Regions from separate parts of the Mus musculus genome. Here regions 2, 3 and 4 are each linked to region 1. Evidence: chromatin contacts called from public HiChIP or PLAC-seq and Micro-C data. All regions are on one chromosome and are shown on one strand. Each heading gives the region's core, a stretch centred on a gene start, on an enhancer-like site or on the middle of the called end of the contact. The rest is flanking DNA. Distances are from core to core; before and after follow the strand shown. Region 1 holds the start of Sox9 (SRY (sex determining region Y)-box 9). Region 2 holds the start of Sdk2 (sidekick cell adhesion molecule 2). Region 3 has its middle 9.8 kb from the start of Gm11677. Region 4 has its middle 36 kb from the start of Gm30337.

Evidence for each region. Hi-C and Micro-C count contacts between places; a contact is called where the count stands out from the background. HiChIP or PLAC-seq counts read pairs in DNA pulled down with a chosen protein or histone mark.
Region 2: a contact with region 1 is called in a Micro-C map of embryonic stem cells, with 6 times the contacts expected there. The contact joins the promoter of Sdk2 here to the promoter of Sox9 in region 1. A contact is called at or near these places in 1 of 39 promoter capture datasets (embryonic stem cells), 4 of 484 Hi-C or Micro-C datasets (all in embryonic stem cells) and 1 of 115 datasets of contacts at active chromatin or transcription factors (embryonic stem cells).
Region 3: a contact with region 1 is called in an H3K27ac HiChIP or PLAC-seq map of heart atrium, with 52 times the contacts expected there. The contact joins the enhancer-like site here to the promoter of Sox9 in region 1. A contact is called at or near these places in 6 of 39 promoter capture datasets (the 3T3-L1 cell line, frontonasal cranial neural crest, hippocampal neurons and 3 more) and 6 of 115 datasets of contacts at active chromatin or transcription factors (embryonic forebrain, embryonic midbrain, fibro-adipogenic progenitors and 3 more).
Region 4: an H3K27ac HiChIP or PLAC-seq map of heart atrium shows a contact between it and region 1, with 7 read pairs. The contact joins the enhancer-like site here to the promoter of Sox9 in region 1. A contact is called at or near these places in 6 of 39 promoter capture datasets (the 3T3-L1 cell line, frontonasal cranial neural crest, hippocampal neurons and 2 more), 1 of 484 Hi-C or Micro-C datasets (adipose-derived mesenchymal stem cells) and 6 of 115 datasets of contacts at active chromatin or transcription factors (craniofacial prominence, embryonic forebrain, embryonic limb bud and 3 more).

Annotation. Positions count from the first base shown.
Region 1 is chr11:112,780,921-112,783,475 of GRCm38.p6, forward strand. It overlaps Sox9 (SRY (sex determining region Y)-box 9), which reads left to right and starts at 1,290. Exons shown (of 3, transcript NM_011448.4): 1 at 1,290-2,095. The coding sequence starts at 1,665. RefSeq lists an enhancer at 1-119, a cis regulatory region at 896-910 and a promoter at 1,112-1,619.
Region 2 is chr11:114,065,760-114,068,314 of GRCm38.p6, forward strand. It overlaps Sdk2 (sidekick cell adhesion molecule 2), which reads right to left and starts at 1,270. Exons shown (of 45, transcript NM_172800.3): 1 at 44-1,270. The coding sequence starts at 119.
Region 3 is chr11:111,734,874-111,737,428 of GRCm38.p6, forward strand. No RefSeq gene overlaps it. Among named protein-coding and RNA genes, the nearest start is that of Gm11677, 9.8 kb to the left of the region's middle. Within about 2 kb of position 1,273, at least 6 of the 459 cell types and tissues checked have an H3K27ac peak or open chromatin away from gene starts, as enhancers often do. A contact at or near this core is called in fibro-adipogenic progenitors and heart atrium, where this site is marked.
Region 4 is chr11:111,765,090-111,767,644 of GRCm38.p6, forward strand. No RefSeq gene overlaps it. Among named protein-coding and RNA genes, the nearest start is that of Gm30337, 36 kb to the right of the region's middle. Within about 2 kb of position 1,267, at least 21 of the 459 cell types and tissues checked have an H3K27ac peak or open chromatin away from gene starts, as enhancers often do. A contact at or near this core is called in embryonic forebrain, heart atrium and stem cell-derived neural progenitor cells, where this site is marked.

The DNA.
Region 1 (2,555 bases), core at 40-2,539:
ATTTTTATTCGTTCCAGAAAAGATAATTCCTCCCTTAGCCAACCTTGCTCTAAGAGTTTGAGTAAACACGCAGCTTCGGCTCCAAGCACTCTTAAAGTGCAACGGACACCTAAGTGGCCTCCCCCAGAACGCCCACCTGTGTGCAGGTCTAAGAGGACGCAACTAAAGTCCAGACGCCTAGAGCTTCGCCCTCTTAGGTATCTGGTAAAAGGAAGGCCCAAGCAAGGGAGCCACAGGGCTCCGCCAAAGTGGCCCGTTTTGTCTGGAGTCTCCAGTCCAAGTCAAGGGCCTTCTCGGCCTCACCGCCCGGCCCTGCCACCTTTGCAAACTTCGCCCTCAACCCCGGAGTAGTTTTGCAAACTCCAGTGGCGAGCCTGACGGTGTTTGTGACTCAGTCAGGAGGCAAGAAGCAGAACTCTAAAGTAATAATCCTGACTACGAGGGGCGTCAGAGTACTGGAGGGGCCGGGAAAGGACTTGTCAGTTCAAGGTCGGCGTGGCCCACGGGACCGGCCGCAAGAGCCGGGGACTGCGCGGTCCCTGCCGCCAGCCTTTGCCTGGTGCTCGGCTTTGGTTTTCATTGATTCCCCACTGCGGGAGCGCAGCAGAAGCTCCAGTCACCACACCAGCTTCGTTGAACCAGAGCGCGTTAATCTATTTATATGGATTATTACAGAGAACAGCGGGCGTTGAGTCACCCAAACATTTGCTTCCAAAAGACCATTTCTAAGCACTTTTTTTGGAAGCCGGCAGACTCCAGGCGCAGAAGCCCAGCTCCGCTTTGACGAGCAGCTGTTGCAATTTCCATTGCTGTAAACGCCAGCGAAGTCCCGGGTACCACGGAGACAGCATCGAAAAGTGGGGGTGGGGGGTTGTGGAGGGTCCTAGTCTAGACACGCTCGCGTGCACGCGCACACACACACACACACACACACATACACACACACACACACACACACACACACACACACACATCGGTTCACACGGAGACCGTTCCAAAACTGTGACATTCCGAGAGTAGAGAGCAAACTTACACACTCGGACGTCCCGGGTCCCCCGCTTGCCCCGCGCCCCCCTCCAAGTCCCCTCACCCCACCATCCACCCTCTGGCTGAGCTCCCCTCCCTTCTCCTCCCCTCCTGTCTCGTCACCCAACCCGGAGCCACAATCCTCCCCAGCCCCCCTTCCAAAATCCGGTCCAATCAGCGACTTGCCAACACTGATGACTCAAGAGCTAGCCGTGATTGGCCCGAGGTATCTAACGTGAAGGAGGAGTATTTATTAGAGACCCTGAGCTGGAAGTCGGAGAGCCGAGAGCGCTGCTCGGAACTGCCTGGAAACTTCTGTGGGAGCGACAACTTTACCAGTTTCAGTCCAGGAACTTTTCTTTGCAAGAGAGACGAGGTGCAAGTGGCCCCGGTTTCGTTCTCTGTTTTCCCTCCCTCCTCCTCCGCTCCGACTCGCCTTCCCCGGGTTTAGAGCCGGCAGCTGAGACCCGCCACCCAGCGCCTCTGCTAAGTGCCCGCCGCCGCAGCCCGGTGACGCGCCAACCTCCCCGGGAGCCGTTCGCTCGGCGTCCGCGTCCGGGCAGCTGAGGGAAGAGGAGCCCCAGCCGCCGCGGCTTCTCGCCTTTCCCGGCCACCCGCCCCCTGCCCCGGGCTCGCGTATGAATCTCCTGGACCCCTTCATGAAGATGACCGACGAGCAGGAGAAGGGCCTGTCTGGCGCCCCCAGCCCCACCATGTCGGAGGACTCGGCTGGTTCGCCCTGTCCCTCGGGCTCCGGCTCGGACACGGAGAACACCCGGCCCCAGGAGAACACCTTCCCCAAGGGCGAGCCGGATCTGAAGAAGGAGAGCGAGGAAGATAAGTTCCCCGTGTGCATCCGCGAGGCGGTCAGCCAGGTGCTGAAGGGCTACGACTGGACGCTGGTGCCCATGCCCGTGCGCGTCAACGGCTCCAGCAAGAACAAGCCACACGTCAAGCGACCCATGAACGCCTTCATGGTGTGGGCGCAGGCTGCGCGCAGGAAGCTGGCAGACCAGTACCCGCATCTGCACAACGCGGAGCTCAGCAAGACTCTGGGCAAGCTCTGGAGGTGAGCGCGCGGGCCGCCAGGGAGGGCTCGGTGGCTAGGGGGGACGCGGGCTGCACTCACCGACCCCGCCCCGCCTCCCTGAGCCGCGGAGTTGTGCATCCTGGGGTCTTTGGTCCAGGATGCAGGGCGGCCGGGGGCGGGGGGAGGGAGTGGCTCAGATTTTGAGAAAGTTCTTGGGATTGCTCTTGGTTATGGCGGGGGGGGGGGGAATGGGGGCGTGAATATGACTGCTTTTAGGAAGGTAGAAAGGAGTGAGGGGGTGTGCCAGCCTGGTCCCTCTGGAAAGGAACAATTAGAGGAAGCAAGCCCACCTTCCTTAGGCCAACTGCGCTCATTCCTGGGGAGATGGAGTGAAGGGAAAGTGTAACTGAGACTAGAGGAGACCCAGGCAAGAATTGGGCAAAGCTACTGAGAACCGGCAGGGGCATGGATCAACAGAGCGAGCTTCTTGCAATTTAAA
Region 2 (2,555 bases), core at 20-2,519, 1.3 Mb after region 1:
CCCCTTCTCCAGTTCCACGTGGAGAAAGTCACCCATACCGTACCTTGGGCCCCGGCCGAGTGGATCCGATGCAGGGCCAGTAGAGTCCAGAGCGGCAGCCTCCACATGCTGCTGAACATGCTGACCGAGGGGTCCTCTAAAGTGCCCCCTCTTTGCGAGTTGCTTTATAATCCTTTGGAGTCCCGGGAGACTGTGTGGTCAAGTCCTGGACGCTATGCCCGTAGGGGCCGCACCGGCGACCCCAAATGCTTTCCCCTCTTTCTGCGCTGGCTATTCCGTAAAGCGAGGGGGAGAGCAGAAAGAGGCCAAGCCTCCTCTCAAATTCGGGGTGCCTGTATCCCTTAGCACCCCGACTCAGACTACGTCTCATAGGCAGGGCGACCCCTGCGATCCGGCCTGGTCGCTGGATGAGCTCCCGAATCAGAGGACAACTTCAGGAAACTTCCTCCTGGTGGCCACGTTGCCCGCCTCCCGCCCCTCCCCGCCCCCTGGTTGGGTTCTCCCGGGCCGACGTAGTCACCGCGGTTCCAGGCGCCGGGCCCCTGGGACTTGATGTAAGCGGAGCACAGTAGCAGGCGCGGGCGCCGGGTGTCTTTTAGAAGGGGCGCAGGGCTCGGGGGGCGCGGTTAGCATAACGGTCCGAATCTCCCCGGAGCCGAAGTTTTCTTCTCTTCTAACTTTGCAGAAGGCATCTAAGCGGGGCCGAGCCACCCTTCTCAGCTCCACGGTCCTCGTGCCCAATTCAGTGATTTCGGGGGTACCTCCCCTGGGGCTTCGGTGCGGGGCTCGCCCTAGGCTCTGAGCACCTCCGGCTAGCAAACTTTGCGGGTCCCACGGCCCGGCGCGCAGCCCCGTGCGCCCATGTCTGCGCCAGCTGCGGGCAGGGATGGATGCCCGGTTCGGGTACCCGGCTGGGCGGCCCAGGTTCCAGCCAGCGCCTGGGCACCGCGCCTCTTGCGGGCGATCCTGAGGAGGAGACCGGCGGGTCCTGCTCTCCGCCGCACCCGGGATGGAGCTCGGCGCGAGCCGCACCGGGAAAGCCCTGCCGGCAGCTTTGGGATCCGGGGTTTCGGCGCCGCCTCGGCCCCCCGGCGTTTTCGCCCGGCGCGGGGACCCGAGTCTCCACGGCTGCTCCCGCGCCTCGGCCGCGCCTGCTGCTCGCCCACCTCGGCAGCAGCTGCCTCGCAGAGCCTGGAGCTCTGGGCTGCCCGGGCTCAGCGTCCTCAGAGCTGCTCTGCTGCCGAGCCTGAGAGTCTGCCTGCGCCGAGCTGGAGCTGCGGGGGCAGCGGGAGCCGGAGACGAGCGCGGCGGAGGCGGAGACGCGGAGAGGGGGGCCGAGCGCTACCCCGTGGCCGCGACTGGAGCGCAGCCTGCGCGCAGGGAGGGGGCGGCGGCGGCCCCGAGCCAGGCCCGGGAGCGAGCCCCGCAGAAACCCAATCCGTGTGCGCGGCCGCGGACGCCTGGCGTCTCCGGGACCCACCGGAGGGCAGTAGCGCGGGCTGCAAGCGAGCCGCTCTCTCTGGCCCGGTCTTCTAGCTTCAGCCCACCCTCACTCCTCCCTAGAAGGCCTTATCCCAGTCTCCCATAGGATGAAGCCCCCAGTACCCCTCTGGATTCGACCAGGCAGAACAGTTTGGGAAGGGTGTGTGTGTGTGTTGGGGGGGGGGGGGGTGTCAACCGGTTGATTCCAGTTTTTCCTTCCCAGGTCAGACTCTTTAAAAGTCTGGAAACGCTCAGGGCGGAGAGCAAGATAAAGGGGAAGCCTGGGACTTGCAGAAGGCTGAGAAAGTGAAGTTGGTGCCAAACTCGTGCGTTCTTTGTTTCTTCTTCTTCTTCTGAGCTCCCCCTTTAAAGGCACATTAGCAGCAGAGACACAAAGGAGAGAGCCAGAGGGGTCCTCCCTCGTGGCCCAGGGAAGGGAGCAGAATGTACCTTCTAGTGTGGGAAGGCCAGGAGCTGGAAGACCCCTTTAACAGTTGTACTTACAGGCAACAGACGCCTCTACCTCCGTGGGCTCTTTTCTCTATTAAAAATATTAAAAGTAATATTTTGCGGCTGTGTTGGCGTAAAAACAAATATATTACTACATATTAAAACATTTTCTTTCATTTAAAAGTTCATTTAATTTTTCCCCTGATTTTAAAAGAAATTAAAACAGTTCCGTGGGTTTCCTAAAAGACGGTGTAGTCCCTGGCACTGAGCCTGCTGGGAAAAAAAATCAGTCTTGCAAGGTTGGTATTTCGGCTGGAAAAGGAAGGGTTGAGGCCCGTCACCTTTGCCAGCTTTTCTCTTCATGCCTCCAGGGCCCAGGTCTTCGGAGACACACCCCTGTGGTCTTCCAGTTCTGGTCATTGCCCTTCAGGCATCTCACTGACTTCGAGAGCTCTGCCTCATCTTCTCCAGTCCCCAAGCCTCTTCTCATCGCTATGGACGCAGGCACTGAACACCTCTCATCGCTCTACTGTTCTCTCCTCACCTGCCTTGGAAGAACAGCTTTGAGCATTTAGTGGAAATAGACGAAAAACCTAGCCTGCCTGTCTTCAGCTTTACATTCG
Region 3 (2,555 bases), core at 23-2,522, 1.0 Mb before region 1:
ATCTTTTTATATCTTCCTTTCTCTTCTTTCTATCCAGCAAGACGTGCTGCCATAGTCAACTGTTGCCATCATAGGGCCAAGACACCATGTGTTTAACTTCCTATAACTTCTAGTGAAAATGAACCATTCCTCCTATGAAGTTATTTCAATTAGGAATTTGGTTACAGCAATGGCAAAAGTAAATAATATGATGTATCTACTGATGTGTGTTGTTAAAAGCATACACAGGCTTTAAGACAGACTCACATCACAGAAACGAGGTAGAATAATGGTAGAACTCTTGGTTAGAGGGGAGGGGGAAGTCCACATAGGAAAGGAAAAAGAACTAATTTTCTTTGTGTAAAGATTATGTTTACCAAGAAGGTGGCATTAAGAGTCTTAGCAATTCTAAGTAGGCAGAAATGGCATCCAAGGAGGAAAACTAAAATGGAAATATAGTTGGATAGAGGTTTGAAACCAAGTGAATTTATTTAGAAGACACATGAAAATTTCCAATGTAAGATATTTGACCTGTATTAGTAGTAATATAATGACACAGACCTTTCAAAAATATCTGACATTGTTATTACCATTATTATTGTAATCCCTTACAGTGCCTTAGAGGAAGAATATGCAAGATTAATATCTATTATAAAGTTCCTCTGAACACATTTAGAATTTGCTTTATTTTGTTTGGGGTGTGTTTTTATTTTCCAAGTTCTCAGCCAGCCAAATTCATGCTTTGGTATACTGCCTGGGCCAAGTCTCTCAGAACAACTTCCTGTCTGGCTTGTCTAACATGGGCCTCTTGACTGTCTGGGAGCTTAGCTAAAGGGAGGATATAAAATCAACAAGTTTAAGGTGAAAATAAATAACCATCCAGTTTGAACAAACAGCTTGCTTCACACAACAGTACTGGGCCAAATTCAGTGGTACTCAACAAAGCTTCCCAGCTATCTTAACAGAGTGTTTCTTTTAAAGTTGATTCGGAGAACATATTTTAACATTCTAGACATCACACATGCTAAAGTGGCTCAAGAATTATCATGTATTGATGATGGTCAATGATGCTCTTCTGGAAAACAAAAACTTGGTCATCTAATCAATAAAATAATTCCTGGTCTTTGAGCTGGTTCCAGGTCAATTATTCTTGGCCGGATTTTAACTCTCGGGATTATTCTGACCCAAACTGTGAATAATGGCCTAAAATTGCACAATATACAGAAACCATCTGTTTGATAGGAACAAGAGAGGTGATGTCATTGAGGCCATTTCTAATCTCAATTTAGTGTCCTGCCAGTTCTGATGTCACAGCTTTGGCAACACACACAGCAGAGTCTAGTTTGTGAAGAATGAAGGGTGATCTTCTTCAAGAAGGAGATTGTTTCATTCCAGGAAGGACTTCTCATGTCTTCTGGATTGGAGGAAGATGAACGAGAAATGGCAAGAGCTGACTGTCGACTGACTAGCATGTCCTCTATAGCAACAGTATCGCTATGTCATGTAACTTTCCAAAGACAAACCAAGCTCTTGGTCTTTGGAAAAGGAAGATGCCACAGCAGTTTGTTTAGGCATAAATACAAGGAGATATTGCAGCAAAAGAAGATTGGTAGGAATAGTTCATGTTGAGGGTTCCAGGGATGGAGAATGGGAGAGTCGAGCAGAATTAGATGGTAATATTAATTCACAAATATAAATTCCAAGATGTGCTTACAGACGTGTGAGTGTTACGTGTAGGAAAGTTGGAGAAATTATCTACACTCAACCCTGGAAGATTTGTCCTTTCTGGTGGAAAGGGATCTATTGTCATCAGCATCAGCATCCTGAGAAGCCAATATGAAGAACTTCAGAAGAGTACAATAAAAATCATTGAAGGGTTAGATTATCATTTCCAAGGCAAAATGTTAAGAAACTTGAGGAACTGTTGGAGAGAAGGATGGTAAAGGAGCACGAAGGGACAGATGTCAGATACCTTGCTACAAAACGACTTACCATATAGCCAAGGATGCTGCAAAGGCTAAGGATGTGGTTCAGTGAGTAAAGTACTTTCTGTACAGTCATGCAAACCAGAGTCCAGGTCTCCAGGACCCACAGGAAAAGCTGAATGTGGCACAAATGTCATAAATGCAAAGCTGAAGAGCTGATACCGGAACATGATAGGGTTCACTGGATAACTAGGCTTCAGGGAGAAGGCCCTGTCTCAAAAGGACAGGTGGAGATTCATAAAAGGAGACATTTGATGTTAACATCTCAGGTCTCCCTTCATGCACCTGTGGGGAACTCTGTCCCTCAATGGCATGGGTGCACACAAACATACACACATAGGTACACACATGCACGTACACACATACAATTAAAACACGAATGAATGAATAAATAAATACATAAATTAATTAATTAATGAATAAATATGATGAAACTGTGAAATGTTCATGTAGGAAACACAAATTGGTCCCCTTATCTCTTAGAGTTATTATTATCTGAAATACCACTTAATAGAAAATTGTGTGCCCAGTCTGTGTATAACTCATACAGAGTAAATAAAGTTTGGCTCATCTTAGTGTGGAGGCTTCCAT
Region 4 (2,555 bases), core at 17-2,516, 1.0 Mb before region 1:
TCTGATGGGAGTCATTCATACTGCTTTCAGGGACACCATGAAAAATGCTTTTTTGTGTGTGATCCAGACATCCAAACTGTTCATAGCAATGTCATGGCGGGTGTGGTTTGGACCCCCTTTTGGGGTCCCCAAACATTTTAATCACCTGTGTGGAAAGCTTGTTGTTTTTGTAAAGGGCAAAAATAACCCTTATATCACAGGCTACACTTTACAACATGATGTCTGGTCAGAAAACAAATGGAAAACATGTTAATAGTGCATTATATTTTGCCTCATTATTAAAAACATTGGTTAAAAAATGCAGTTTGGATGAATGGTCAATTGATTGTAACATTTGGATAACTTTGCTCAGCCATGGGACCTACAAGCTACTCTTGACTTCACAACCACCTCCTCAAAACACATGGCATGGCAAGCAGGCTTGTGATTAGAATAGAAGGATTCCAAATATATATATTTACATTCAACTCAAATATATAACCCATCGATGACTACAGCTAAGGGGCAGAGACTTTACCTTGTGTATGCCTTGAGGCTAGGGTTCTATCTTTAGCACTTCAAAAGAATTAATAGTAAACATATTGTATGGGAAAAGTAATATATGTTATACTAGCTTCTTTATTTAATAACTATCTACTAATTTATGTTCCATATTATATATTGTTCTAGATGTGATGTAGACAGAACATCAGAGAAAGAGACAAAAATCCATGCCTGCATGGCGATAACACCCTGGTACTTTTCCCTTCTAGTACAGGGTCAAAATAGCAGTCTTCAATTGAGTCCTGTCCTTCTAACTGGAGTATCTGTAGCTAAACATTTTTTATGTATCATATCATATTCTAATGTATCATATCATATTCTAATGTAATGTATCATATCATATTCTAATGTATCATATCATATTCTAATGTATCATATCATATTCTAATGTATCATATCATATTCTAATGTATCATATCATATTCTCGTTTCCTTCCAGTGGTTGAGACAAAATACTCTGACAAAAGGCAACCCAGAGGAAAAAAGGCTTGCTTTAGCTCACAATGCCAGGTTACAGTCCATCATAGCAGGAAGCAAAGTCAACAGGAACTTAAAACAGCTGGTCACATCCCATCTGTATCAAAACCAAAGGAAAAAACACTCTGTCACCTGACCTATGTTCCCTGCCCCCATAGATATTTGCTTTAATGTACTTCATACCCTGTCTAAACATGTAGCACATGATATATAGGAGAAAACTAAAGACACAAGAATGGTCAGATGTCAAAAATTAAATACACATAGGTGGCAGATAGAAAGATACATAATCCCACAGAACTGTGGTGTTATTATATATGATATAGCATTTAGATGAGCTTAGAAATTAAAACAAATGTAAGCACATATCCCCTGCATGGTCAATGGAGTACTGTACAATAAGTGGCCTATCTAGCTTGGATATTTAGAACCAGCATCAACAAGCCTTGTATTGTCCTGTATATCATTGTGTGCTAGATTGCAGTTTTCCTTCAAAATCTCCCAAATAAAAGAGGCAAGCTCCAGCTTTCAGCCAGACAAGAAGGCTGTAAGACTTCAGACAGTTTTCATCACAGCTGGCCAGGCCTGGCCAGTCTCAGACAAAGGACTTCCGCATTTATCTCGCCCTTATTTTGATGTCTCATTCAAGTGAAGATAAAAGGAGAGATGTGCTTTGAAACTTAACCATTAGGGCCACAAAGAAATCAGCATGCGAATGTCACCCGTACATGAATTTCAGATGAAGTCTACGTTTGTCACTGCAGACTTTAGAGGTTTGTTGAGGGTGTTTGCCTGGAAAAGCCATAGGAAGTGTGGGCGAATGAGTGCTGGCTGGGAGCCAGTTGGAACTCTTTGTCACAGACTGTTATTGATAATGAGAACTGACATGCATGTGTGCATGCATATGAGTGTCCACATGTGCATATGTACATGTTCATACATTTACATGGGTATACATAGTGAAGAGTAGAGAAAGGAAAAGGGAGAAGATGAGGGAGACGGAGGGAGGGAAGAAGGAAGGGGGAAAGAAAGAGAGAGAGGGAGAGAGAGGAAGAGGAAGTGTGTGTGGGGGGAATAGAAGCAAAAAAAGGAAAAAAAAAGGAATCTGATAATACATTGATAGACAGAAGCCTTGGGTAATAGACAGGCCAGAGAGATTCTGCATAGGTAATTTTAAATTCAATTAGTTTTACCATTACAATAAAATAATTTCTTGGGAATAGCCTAGTTGCAACAATGCCTGCATTCTGGAGGTGATGATGACCTAGAGGACAGGATGGAGTTGTCATTGTCATGATAGACATATTTAGCAAGAAAAAAATGTTCTGCAACACAAAATGGTTCCCTTTCAAAAGAGGGGTGCCAAACGTTTGTCTTCATCATATAGATAAACTTTTTAAAAATTTGTCACTCTAACTACTCTGGGTGAACTACTGAGAACTCTTTGTTTGTACAGATTTGCCGTTATACATTTTGAGAGAATGAAGATGTCCCACTCTTCATCCCACCCAGCCAAACTTCAGAATGGCAGATGT